Regions from separate parts of the Mus musculus genome. Here region 2 is linked to region 1. Evidence: chromatin contacts called from public promoter capture Hi-C data. All regions are on one chromosome and are shown on one strand. The core of a region is the stretch at or near the end of the contact, and the rest is flanking DNA. Distances in the headings are between cores, read along the strand shown.

The links. Capture Hi-C pulls out chosen DNA fragments and counts their contacts.
Region 2: a contact with region 1 is called in a promoter capture Hi-C map of adipose tissue. The contact joins two enhancer-like sites. A contact is called at or near these places in 1 of 115 datasets of contacts at active chromatin or transcription factors (pancreatic cancer cells) and 1 of 9 other capture datasets (adipose tissue).

Annotation. Positions count from the first base shown.
Region 1 is chr1:134,782,940-134,789,080 of GRCm38.p6, reverse strand. The region is part of intron 18 of Ppp1r12b (protein phosphatase 1, regulatory subunit 12B); the gene reads left to right. All of the region lies in intron 2 of Gm32670 (a long non-coding RNA gene), which reads right to left. Among named protein-coding and RNA genes, the nearest start is that of Gm32670, 12 kb to the right of the region's middle. Within about 2 kb of position 4,775, at least 34 of the 459 cell types and tissues checked have an H3K27ac peak or open chromatin away from gene starts, as enhancers often do. A contact at or near this core is called in adipose tissue, where this site is marked.
Region 2 is chr1:135,150,426-135,156,956 of GRCm38.p6, reverse strand. Arl8a (ADP-ribosylation factor-like 8A) reads right to left here. Exons shown (of 7, transcript NM_026823.2): 2 at 4,406-4,486; 3 at 4,091-4,164; 4 at 2,688-2,781; 5 at 2,482-2,549; 6 at 2,174-2,244; 7 at 689-1,735. The coding sequence ends at 1,686. Among named protein-coding and RNA genes, the nearest start is that of Arl8a, 6.9 kb to the right of the region's middle. Within about 2 kb of position 2,361, at least 114 of the 459 cell types and tissues checked have an H3K27ac peak or open chromatin away from gene starts, as enhancers often do. A contact at or near this core is called in adipose tissue, where this site is marked.

The DNA of each region.
Region 1 (6,141 bases), core at 3,526-6,025:
AATCCGCCTGCCTCTGCCTCCCGAGTGCTGGGATTAAAGGCGTGCGCCACCACCACCTGGCCTCTATTACTTTCTGACAAAAAAGAACTGATGCCATGAGGTTGTCCTCTGTCCCCACATGTGCACACCATGCATACCCATACCCAAAATAAATGCAAACATAAAGAGAAATAGCTACAGAAACAGTGTTACATGGTGAAGGTGACTTTCTCATTTAACTATTTCTTTCCATAGGTATTAAGTAGTGGTTCGTGCAGGCAATTCAAGCATTTTAAATGATGAAGATTTTAATATGATGAAGAGAGATGTGATTTTATAGTTGCCAGTTTTCTGTTTAGAAGTCTACTTCTCTCATACATACTCACATGAATGAGCACTTTTTCTAGCATAAGGCAGTATTTTTAGCATTGTTTGGATACTGCATATATGTGGTTACTCATTGTAGCTGAGAGACCATATTTCTTCTAGGATGTTATTAACTGGTTCATGTTTTGTTGTTAAAGGGGGAAAGTTAGAATTGGCTCTCAGATTACATCCTGGCCCTGTATTTATGAAAATATAGATTTGCCATGATTATGTAACTGTTGTATGCACAGTTGACCTTCTGCTAGGCAGGTTTTCCCCCCACGTGGGCCTGCCTGAACTAATCACATGAGCCTGATGACACAAAGAGCACAGAGTATGAAGGGGGGAAGGACCCACTTGTCATTGCTGGATTGAAGGGGGAGGGGCTAAGCGAGAAGGGACGTGGAAACCCCACAAGCCCCGAGTGGCCACAGGGGCCTGCAGCCTAAGACTTGGGAGTCTCCTGACCAATAAGCTCGAGGCAGAGAACAAAGAAAGCACTAGGGCAGTGCAGCCCTGCAACCTGTAAAACTGAGGCCATGCGTGTTTTAAGATTCCAAGTTTTATGATCATTTGTGTTGGTGGTAATAGAAACTAATACAGTCGAAACTGGTGATGATAATGAAATGGTGGCTTTTAATGCACATATAGGGAGAACTAATACAGCTCTCTCATCTTCCTCACATCTGTACACAAATCTTGTTTTTTTTTTTTCCTCTGTGTCTATTTTTAAAATGTATAGGATCTTAACTATCTTACTAGGGATACAGACTTAGGAAGATCTATTCCTAGACATACTGAGGAAAACATAATGGTTTCTAGCAGTGTGCATGTATCTGGCATGTACACATGCGTGCAGTGTGCGTGTGTGTGTGTGTGTGTGTGTGTGTGTGTGTGTGTGCTTTTATGATTAGGTTTTTCAGGGATTTTGAAATTTGGTCTTAAGTTCTGTTCTTGAAGCCTCACTTGTATTGGCTTGTTTCTAATCAGCCTTCAGTCTGAGAGCTCTAAAATGGAAGGGTGGTTCTGTGTGGGGCATCCCAGAATAGCTCAATTTGTTTCCCCTGGCCCAGCTAGGATACAGAACATGATATAAAATGTTCCTTCTGCTTAGTCCTTCTTTTGGAAATGTAAATAGGAGATTTTTTTTCCCATCACTGTGGGGTCAGACCGTGACTCCAAAGGAGCATGGGTTAAAGCAGTCTCAGCCTTGGCAGTGGGCATGTGCTTTGTTCTGTTCCTTTCCCTTGGGCCTAGCTTTCCTGAGCCATGACTTTATTTTAAACTTGGTAGAAAGAGTTTGGTTTTAATTATGTGCCTTTCTGAATCTCGATAACTTTCAAGTTAAAAGCTTTTGCCGGGATATTCTAATCTAGCCTCTGGTGTTTTGAAGGCCCTCCTCATTTGGGAAATCAAAACCATCCTGGTTCCTGTCCCTTTCTGGATTACCATCTGAATTATTGACAGTCTTCACTCTGCTCTCTTATTAGAAGCAGGCCTGAGCAGGGGTCTGTTAAGGAGTATTTAAAGAGGCATGAAAGGAAGGCCTACTTCTTAATTTGGGACATTTTTCAAACCATATTTTATCCAGCCAGTCATTCTTTTCACCTCAGCTCACTGGGTTCTTATTGGTTTCTCAATAACTTTAAGTCTCTTCTGCTCCAGGGCCCCATTCCCAGTATCTACTGCCTCCACTTGAGCCATTAAAGCTGGGAAAGTAATCCCTTTACTGAACAATTTTTATCTAGCTCAAACACACCAGAGATCCATCGTAATGGACATCTTTCATTTGTCTTGAGTGAAAGGTAGAGCAAAATACTCTTAAACAAAAACACTTAAAGATGTTTCTTCCAAGACTTCCTGATTAAAATGTATGAGATAATATATTTGTGTGTTAACTTGCAAATTGGGTAAAGATTCACACCATTTTTGAAATATGTAGTGTTATTTCGCAGAAATTAGATATCTAGACCCGAGTGGAGTAAATGTAACTATTATGCTTTAAAAAGAAAAACTATTCAGAGGCCAGAAGTAAGATAATCAGGCCATTCCTAGAACATAGGTAGCCACATCCCAGTCTCTAGAGCATCGGAGCTCCCACTGGGGGTCTCTAAACTCTGTGTCCCGGAAGTCCTTATTCTCTGTGGGAGAGACCCTTTGGTGTTCATTTCCTGGTCTGTGATGTGCTTGCCCCTCATGACACTTCCTTGCTTACTGCTCCCCTGAGACCATTTCGGCACACTGCCGCTTCACTTATCTCTAGATTTACTCAGTAGACTCTGTGAGCATTGGCAGGCAGCTTTCTACAGTGAGAGGCCATGTCAGCCTAACAGTTGAAATATGCTCAGTTTGAGTGACAACAGAATGAAAACTTGACTTTAATTCGCCTGTATTGGTGAGCTACTCTACCACTTACCCACGATACCCAAAGCCTTTTCTGCCTGGGCATAACCAGTGGGTTTGTTTTCATTTTCCCTCCAGTCACCTAGGATGTCAAAAGCAAAGCAAGCCAGTATTTTCTAGAGGTGTTCATTCGTGAAAATCAGGAAGCATTATTTAAAAGCTTAAGTCATTTTATCAGGAGTTAGACAATTATACATTAAACCCTGTATGGTTCAGGTGTCTTACCCTGCAGTTTATAAGCACACTTTTCTTAGGATATAAACCTAAAGGAAGCCTTTTCTTTAAGAAAGAAAATACTATCTCCTTTACAAGTCTGTTTTCCCTACTTTTTAGAAATAATGTTTATAGTTAGATAACCATTTTACCTCTTCTGTACCCAAATCTCATTGGCTTCTGAGCTTTAGGAAATGTATACATCCTCCTCTAATGTGTTGGGTTAGCTATTCCAGAACATTGCTAGAGCAAACCTTGAATGCAACAATCAGAAATCCAAGAATCCCACATCACTCCAAGGTCAGAATCTCGAGGGGATTCTCTGAGAACAGTCAAGGACTGGCTTAGAAATGTTCTCTACCCTGTTGGGGGCTAAGTGGACCATCTACTGCCTTGTCTGTTAGATCAGTCCTCCGTATGCGTTCTATAAAATGTACTAGGAAGGAATTGATAGCAGAGAATCTTAGCATGCCTATTCCTAGCTTTTAGTGTTCCAGGCAGGAAGGTGTGTCATTCACCAGCTTCCAAGATGTCTGTCTGTGAGAATTATCTCTAAGAAGACTGTGGGGGCAAGAACTGTTGTAGCCATCACAAGTCTGAGCACATTGGCATTGCCTCTCTTCACGTGCTCTCCTCTGTGGAGAAGTAAGCCCCATGGAATCTGCCTGTTCATATCCAGGTATCCTGTGGCCTTTCTCTGGCTATTGCTTTAGAGTACTAGCCTATTCTCTATGGTTTTTTTCATTTTTAAGTAATTGTATTTTACATCAACATCCTTAGTGTATACAGTATACACAGCCATGCTGTGTAGTCAAATAACTGAGAACTTTACTTGGGTGTGTTGTATTTCTGGAACATTCTAAAAGAAAAAAGTTAATTTCATTCTCACAATGATAAATCAATGGCAATGATAGCACACTTTATTATATGTAGCTGCCAAGATTGAGACACAGTGAAAATTCTGACTTCCCTGTTTTAGTGGGGCAAGAGTAGAGATGGGCGCCAGAGTTCACACAGTAGAAATTAAACCTGAAGATGTCAAAATCTCATTTCACAGCAGGCTATTTACAAGAAGGAACTGAGGGAACATTTCCAACTGAGGAGACATGAAGTCAGCTAGACAGAGCTGACTTCATTGTCAGAAAGTTAACCAGACTATTGTCTGTGCACACTGTAGAATGCTTATGTTACAGAAGAACAAAGCAAAAGGCAGCCCCAAACAGTCTCTTCAGTTATAAACAAGTCATCCTTTATACCTGAGCAAGAATGTAGGCCTGTCTCTGGGGGGTGGCAGAGGGGTCTGGTGTTGAAAGGCTGTTCTGCCCAGGAGAGTGAGAAATTGAAGCAGTGCCGTGCCTTGGAGTTGAATTTCCTGGCTCAAAGGAACTAAGCTAGCTTTACTATACTCATGAGCAGCGGCAGCAGCGGCGGTGGCAGCACGTCCTTATAACTGGAGAAAGAATGAGGAAGAGCACTGGCATTTTTAGTAATGTATTTCCTCCCAATTCTCCCATGTAGCTCTTATCAGTGGGTGCTGCTTGCCCAAGTGTCATGGGTAGGAGAGTAAAAATTAGAACTCAGAGCCATGTAACCCAGTCATCTCTAGGTACAGTAACCGTGTTTTGGCCTGTCAGCACCAAGGATCTTAACTGGGAACAAGAGAGTGGGTGAATCTCAGGTAAGGACTTTTAGGTTAAGACTTTAATGCATTCATAATAAATTGTCACTGTTGAAACAGTGGGGGAGAGAGACAGTGTGAGTGTGTATGTGTGTGTCTACCATCATCTTCTAAGAACTCATTTTTCTACAAGTGTCTTAACTGGAGCCCAGGAGTCACTGCTTGGCTCCACAGCACACATTCACATGTTTTCCCACTCAGGCTCCAGACAAGCTCTTGAAGTGTGCTCACAGGACTCTCCCTGCGTGTCATAGAACCAGTTAGGCCTCTCTCTCTCTCTGGGCCTCTCCTGCATACCATAGGCTTTAAGTATAGAACAGTCTCTTCACTTGGGCCAGGATGACGTTTAGTCTCAGTTACTCACAAGTATTTGACAGGTCACAATCAACATTTCCCTGGGCAGTAGATATGAACTCACGTGCTGTAAGGCAGATCTTAGCACAAAGCTAGTGAGCGTGCCTAGTGAGCACCCTGACTTCTCAGTCGGCTTCTCTCCTCTCGCCGCCCATCCCCATCCTGAGAATGGAAGCGAGGGTCCTGCACATGCTGAACAAGTGCTCCCCAGAGCTGTATGCCCTGACTTCTTTTTACTTTTTATTCTGCGACGAGCTTTTCCTAACAACCACTGCCAGGCCTCTTCTTGTTGTTTTGGATGCTGACGAGAACACTTTAGACTATATCAGTGGCCGGTGACAGGTAGGTGTGACATGTTAAAACCTAATAGAAACATATACCTGGCTGTCACTCACACCTGACAGTCCTCTGGGTTTCAGGCCAGACTCTGTCAAAACAAAAACAAAACAAAGAAGACAGAACCATAAAAACAGATATATAAATGTAAGAAAAATTGTTGTAACTCCAGATTTCTAAATTTTAGGATTCTCAAAGAACATCACAAGGGTATGAGAATGTTATACATAAATCTTTCCAAGTGGGTTCCTTTTACCTCAGATGGGAGCTGTCTCGTGGTGGCAAGATCATTCTGTAGGTGATGATGCTGCTGTCGAGCCTGATGGTCAGCGTTCAGTCCCTGGACTCAACTGGAAGGAGAGATGCTCTCCTAAACTCACCTCTGACCTCACACCTGTGCTATGGCACATGTGCACACGTGCATGCACACACAATGGATGGGTGGGTGGGTGGGTGGGTGACAGATAGAATTTAAATGTATTAGTAACCAGGATATATCATGAAATTGTGTGGAAACTTATTGAGAACACATTAAAAAGTCTCTACTCCATAGCTACAGGGAAAACCCCACAGAATTCGGATGTGCTCTTTTGACCATTGTAAGCACAGCCTTTGGTGTGAAAGCCACCTCAGAGATGTGCTGTGACACTACCCGTCCCAGAGCATCTCCAGGGAATGCTGTATTAGGCTGCTCTGTGCCTGGACTGACAGACTGAAGGCTTCCAGGGAGGGAAGGCGCAGTGCCATGGAGTGGTGCCCCAGGTCAAGGATCCCTTCCTTCCACAGATCGCTGGACACTGCGGTCAGTCCTT
Region 2 (6,531 bases), core at 1,112-3,611, 370 kb before region 1:
AGGAGGGCCCACAAGAACTGAGGCTGTGAGCTCCAGCTAGACAGGCAGGGTAGGAATTCTATCCATCGAGTTAACAAATGGTTGGGTCCTTTTCTTAGATTTTTGGTTGTGAGCCTAGCCTTTAACGGCTGAGCCATCTCTCCAGCCCTGGTTGGGTCCTTTCCAAGAGACCAATAGCATGGACAGCAAGGATGACAAAGGAAGACTCTGCAGGCCCAGTATACCCCTGAGGACATTTGATTTCTTCTTGGTGGGCACTGAGTGTGATGAGAGGATGCAGAGTTCTGTTCTGGCTCCACTCTGGCTATATGGGAACAAGCAGGTGTAGACTGAGAGGGGGCCATGAGCTTAAGTGTTTATGATGGAGAGCAATTCAGTTTGAATGCCACATGAAAGGCCCAGGTCTGGGCAGCTCCTCTAACAGACCTGCTTAGTGCCACTTGGCAGCTGTCAGCGTACAGGAGTGAGAAGCAGACAACAAGCAGGGCCCAGAAACACGTGTGGGCTGCTGTCCCAGTGTGAGCACACGTGATAGGCCACTGTGTTTCCAGAGAGCGTGAGTATGTGTTCCCTGTAGGTGTGGCACCCTGTGGTCATCCCTGTGTATGATGTGTAGTGGTGCTCATGCCCCTGTGGGTCCGCTGGTCGGTGATATCTGTGGGAAACAACCAGCACCATACACACCCCCCAACACAAAATTGGTAATTTATTGTTGTCATTATTAGGAGGCAAAAAAAAAAATGTACAGTTACAAGGATCGTTTTCCAAACAGAGGTTAAATATGAGCTGAAAACTGTAAAAAGGAAGAGGAACATCACTTTACAAATTATTAAATTAAACAAACAAACAAACAAACAAACAAAACCAAAGAACCAACCCTCCCATGCTGAGTTCTCTCCTTGTACAACTCTGTGAAATGAGAACAGAAAATGAGATGGGCCGTGGAGGTGGGGACCCTGGGTAGGGGCAGGACCTGGGGCCAGGAACAGTGACAGTGGGGGTTGCTGGGACGACATGGACCCTGGTCCTCCCTCTTAGACCTGGTTGTACCTGGTGGCCCTATCAAGGCTGGGGACAGAAAAGGAGGCTCCTGCTGGCCTTCAAATTCAGGTCCTCCACTGGGAGACAGAGATACTTTACAGGACATGGGGACAACCACTGCCCTATGTGGCAGTCTCCCCTCTTCTGCATATGAACTTGCCCCACATCGACCCTGCATCTCTCTCTGCCTTTCCAGTTTGCCCCTCCCAGGTCCCGATTGGCCCCTGCAGCATCAAATGGTTGATCTTAGTCTTTGCTTAAATTAAAAAATTAAAATATATATACATATATATACTGTACACACAGGACAATAACAGAGTGTTGAAAGGGGAAGAGGAGGGTGGGGCAGAGAGTGAGGAGAGGGCTTGCGGGGCCAGGGCTGTTGACAGGGAGGGGAGTGGGGTAGCTGAAGGGAAAAAGAGAGCAAGGGAGAGAGGTTAGGGGACCAGACTTGGGGAGAGGGCAATTATTTTACAATAAAAACAGGAGTTGAAACCTCAGCAGAATAGGGCTCTAGGAGCCCCAGAGGGCCCTCCCCACACTGGGTGAGGAGGAGTGGGCTTAGGGAGAGACAACAGGGTGGGCGGGGAGCTCGGCTTCAGGTTAGGTGACTGTGGTCCCTAGTCAGAAGAAGAGCCACAGTCTCAGCTTCTCCGTGACTTTGAGTGTTGAATAAGCCACTGTAGGGTGATGTCTGAGGGGAGACAAGAGAGAAAGTTGTAAGGCCTCCCTGTGTGAGAAGGGCCTGGGAGGTATGAACAGTTAAGCCAGGTTCCTGCAATGGCAGCCTGGATCAAGCTTAGAGCTGTGACCCCACCCCCCCCCACCCCCCACCCCCAGCTCCACCCCCCCCCACCCCCACCCCCCGCACCAAAAGCTCCAAGCTAGTGATATAAAAGACACAAAGCCACAGCTAGCAAAGAAGGGACTGGAATACCTGCTCTAACCAATCTCAGAAGTGGAAGAGGGGGCAGGGCTAGGGTAACACCCAGAACTGGGGCCTCCTAGCTGCCTGCTGCACCCAAGGACAAAGTGGCTCGGTATGGACTTCCCAGATACCGCATCAGAAGTATCTTTCCCTTCAGCCCAGCCACTCCTGGCAGAGTGCCAGCAACTTCCCCAAGCCACGCACCTATGTTGTCCTTCTCTTTGCAGGATATGGAGTAGCAGCAGATCTCTCGGTCCTGGATAGCAGACAGGTTCCTGCGGGAAGACCAGAGAGGAGTCAGCGGATGCTGGAGCAGTTAAGGGACCAGGGAAGGGCAGGGTGTTTTTCTCAGTAAAAGGTCTACAAGAGGAGGGCGAGGCTTCTGGGAAAGATACGTTCTGCTGCCACCATGTGGTAAACACCAAGAACAGCAACAAGCCCAGCCCAGAAGCCTTCGGCAGCTGGGGAATTTGGGGGAGCTGAAGCACACAAAGAAAGGCCACTCAGCTCACATTTTCTCGATTAGCTCCTTCTCATCTAGCGCTCCGGCGAGGTCTCGCTTGTTACCAAGGACTAAGACCTATACAGGAAGCAAGCCGGGGAGAGTTAGAGCAAGGATACCTGGGTACCTCGGCTGTACGGCGCTCCCCCCCTCCCCCGCCCCCGCCCCGTGATTTCTGATCAGCTCCCTCTCCCACCCGCTCCATCTCCAGCTGACCGGGATGCCTTGTAGCTGTGGCTTGTCTAGCAGGTTGTGGAGCTCATTCTTGGAGGCCTCGATCTTCTCCTGATCCGCAGCATCCACCATATACCTGGGGAAGGCAGTGAGGGATACCGTGGGTTGAGGCACACAGGAAGAGGAGCTGCTGAGGGGAAGAAGGCCTCCAGTTCCAGCCTGGTCGCCTCTGGAGAAATGGACTACCCTGGTCTGACTCAGAGAACACTTTCCCAAACATAGGTGTGAAGCACTGCAGGCTCAGTCCTCTGTGGAACTGGAGCCTGTAGGATTAGCTGTGAGTCGGGCCCAAAGTGACCCATTTACATTTTCATGGAAAGCCTAGATAGGACCAGAGTAGAAAAGGAAAGGCCTCCCTACCAAGGGACAGGGTACAATGCTATTTTCTTTTTCTTTCTTTCTTTCCTTCCTTCCTTTTTTCTTTTCTTTTCTTTTTTTTTTTTTTGAGACAGGGTTTTTTTTCTCTGTGTAGCCCTGGCTGTCCTGGAACTATGTAGATCAGGCTAGCCACCAACTCAAGAGATCAGCCTACCTCTGCCACCTGCGTGCTGGGATTAAAGGCATGTGCCAGCTACCACCACCTGGCTACAATGCTTGTATAAAAACTCAGGTTTAAGCTGATCAGGAGGCAGAGACAGGTAGATCTCTTGTGAGTTCAAGGCCAGCCTGGTCTACAGAGCGAGTTCCAAGACAGCCAAGACCACACAGAAGAACCCTGTCTGAAAAACAAAACAAAACAAAATATACCAAAAAAAAAAAAAAGTTTAAACTGGGAATGGTATGCATGCATTTAATCCTAGCACGTGAGAGGGGGAAGTCTATGAGTTAGAGGGCAGCATGGTCTTTCTATATAGTGAGATCCAGGCCAGACGGGTCTACATAGTTAGATCCTGTCTCAAAAAACAAAAAGACAAAACACTGTTTATTCTATTAAGAAAACTAAACTGGGCATACTTTTTTTTATTTGTGTGTGTATGTGAGGTGGGGGGAGGGGGGCTGGAGTTGAATCCAGAGTGTGTGTGAGACTGGAGTTGAACCCAGAGCCTTATATATGCTAGAGCTTTCAGACCAAGTTACATCCCTTGTCTGGATAAAATTAACAGGCAAAGGAAGGAGTCACTTAAACTACCCAAAATTCAAGACATGGTGATTTGGATTGGGAGAGACACTGTAGGCTGGCTGATCAGATCTGTATATATATTACAATTTTCTTTTTTAAAAAAATATAAATTCTTTTTTAAAAATATATATATATTCAAATAAACAGTATGCAAAATAATAAAAGCAGGCCACGTCCAGGCAGCAGGCATTAACAGGGACCATGTGTGTGGTTCTGCATCAGGCCTGATGGCTTGCAGGCGGGAGGGTGGGGAGACCCTACTTACACAATGGCGCTCACTCCTCTGCAGTAGCGTTCCCACATGCTTCGGAAACGGGGCTGCCCCCCAATGTCCCAGAGCTGAGAGAGAAGAGGATAGGGAGAAGGTGGCCTCAGGAGCAGGCAGACAACTGAAAGCCATTGGGTTCTTAGCTTCCCTTCTGCAGTCTCCCCCCACCCTAAGGTCACAGCTCCTTCCCCCTCCTACGTCTACAGTGCCTATCTTCAGCTCCCTTTCCCCAGTCCTCCAGCAGCCCAGCCGGTTGCCACCCTCCCCTCCCCTGGCTGGCACTTCCCAGGTGCCGCTGTCGCCCTCCCTCACCTTGATGGTCACATTCCCTTTGGTGATTTTTCGCATGTTGAAACCCACAGTGGGGATCATGTCCTCATTGAACTGTCCTGACTAGAGAGAAGAGAGCCAGGATTGGAAAAGATGCAAACATTGTCAGGACCCAGATGTGATGGCCCTCCCTGGTGGGTCCAGAGCAAGAGGTTGCAGGGCGACTTTTAGGTGACCTCAGATTTCCTCTTGAATGTCTTCTGCTTTCAGGGAGCATGGATGTCATCAACTTACATGCCGTCCACATCTGGAGGTCTATGGGGAAGAGGTCACTAGCTAGCCCTTAGGTAATCTCAGGGTCTCTCAGTCTAGACAGGGAGAAAGCTATTCCCAAGGTCTAACCTACAGTTCTTGTTAAAAGAAGCCCCTTTACTTAGTCTCCAGTTGAGTTAGAATACATTACTTCTCAGGAAAAGAGGCTCACCACAAGAGACATGGCCAGGAAAGCAGAGATTATCAAAGTAGTAGTAAAATGTTTTTTAAAAATGAGGAGCCGGGCAGTGGTGGCGCACACCCTTAATCCCAGCACTTGGGAGGCAGAGGCAGGTGGATCTCTGTGAGGCCATCCTGGTCTACATAGGGAGATCTAGGACAGCCTTGGCTACATAAATAGACTATGTCTGAATAGGTGGGTTGGGACTAAATTCACCACCCACAAAATGCAACACATATTAGTATTCATCTGTTATCCTCTACCATGGATAATCCACAGCCTATTATTTACCTACATGTGTGTCTCCTCTCTGGGCTGAGAGCTTTCTGGGGGAGAGGAGCCAGGTCTAGAGTAACAGTGTTAATGTTTACAGAATGAGCTGAGAATAATTCCAGCTCCCATAATTCCTTTCAATGTCTGGTATTTTTCTCTCCCTGCATTCATTGTGTTTGAAATCTCTGGGTTAATCTAAAGTAGACACAGGCTTCAAATAAGGCCAGCCCTAACTCCTCCCAGGTCACCTTCCCGTCACGGTCACAGGTGGGAGCAGGAGAGACAGATGGAGGCCACACAGGAGAGGGTTGATGTACCTGGAAGCTGAGGGTGATGATCGTGTGCCTGTACCACAGCTTTTTGTCTCCTACCAGGTAGTAGACTACTTTGCTTGAGTCCCATACAGAGACCAGGGGCTCTGACCACTAGACAAAGAGCAGGAGATGATCAGTTCTCAGTCAGTGCCTGGAAGCCTCAGTGACGTGCTCCAGGTGTACCAGATGAGCGAGCCACTCCCCTGCCTCTGAAGGCCCAATGCCCAGTGACAAGGAATAGCAGGGAATCCTCATCTGAGAACTGCAGCTGGATTTTGAAAGTCCTCTGAGCCCCCTGGATGTACAGTCATCCACAGGGGTGGGTCCAGGGCCTGCCTCACAGCTCCTCATGGAGATGGCATAGCAATGTTCTGCAGGGTTCCTAAAACCCCCGAATTCAGGTGGAGGGGGAAGAATTAAGAGTTCAAGGTCAGCCTCAGCTAAATAGTAAGTTTGAGGTCAGCCTGGGTTATATGAAATTTGATCTCAAAAACCAAAAAATAAAATAAAATAAAATAAAATAAAATAAAATAAAATAAAAAAATGCCAGCACACATCTAACGATATACTTTAATTCTATACTTATTTATTTACTCTGTGTGTGTGTACACGTGCGTGTGCACATGCCACAACATGCTTGTGGAGGTCAGAGGACAACTCTTGGGAGTTGGTTCTTGCCTACAATCTTTGCTGAGTCCTGGTATTAAATCCAGGCTATGTTGCCAGACTACCTTAGGGATAACTAAGCCACAGTACCCCAGAAGTGCCTGATCTTGTCTGATCTCAGAAGCTAAGCAAGGCTGGGCCTGTTTTGTACTTGGATGGGACATGTCTCCTGTGCTCAAGTGACCTCCTCCAGGACCCTAGACCAGCGGGGACTGTAGGTCTCCTGGACTATGGCTCAGTAAGTGCTTGGGAGTGGCTCTGATGCTGTGTGGAACCATCACTGCGCTTTGGGAACTGAAAGACCCATATGCTCCCAAATAGATGAGAGTATAGCCTGGAAGACCATGACCCTGGCAAAGAGATGCTAGGAGACTCTCAGACAACCAGGCCTTCTAACACCCAGTTTCTGCTCAGTTGGGAAT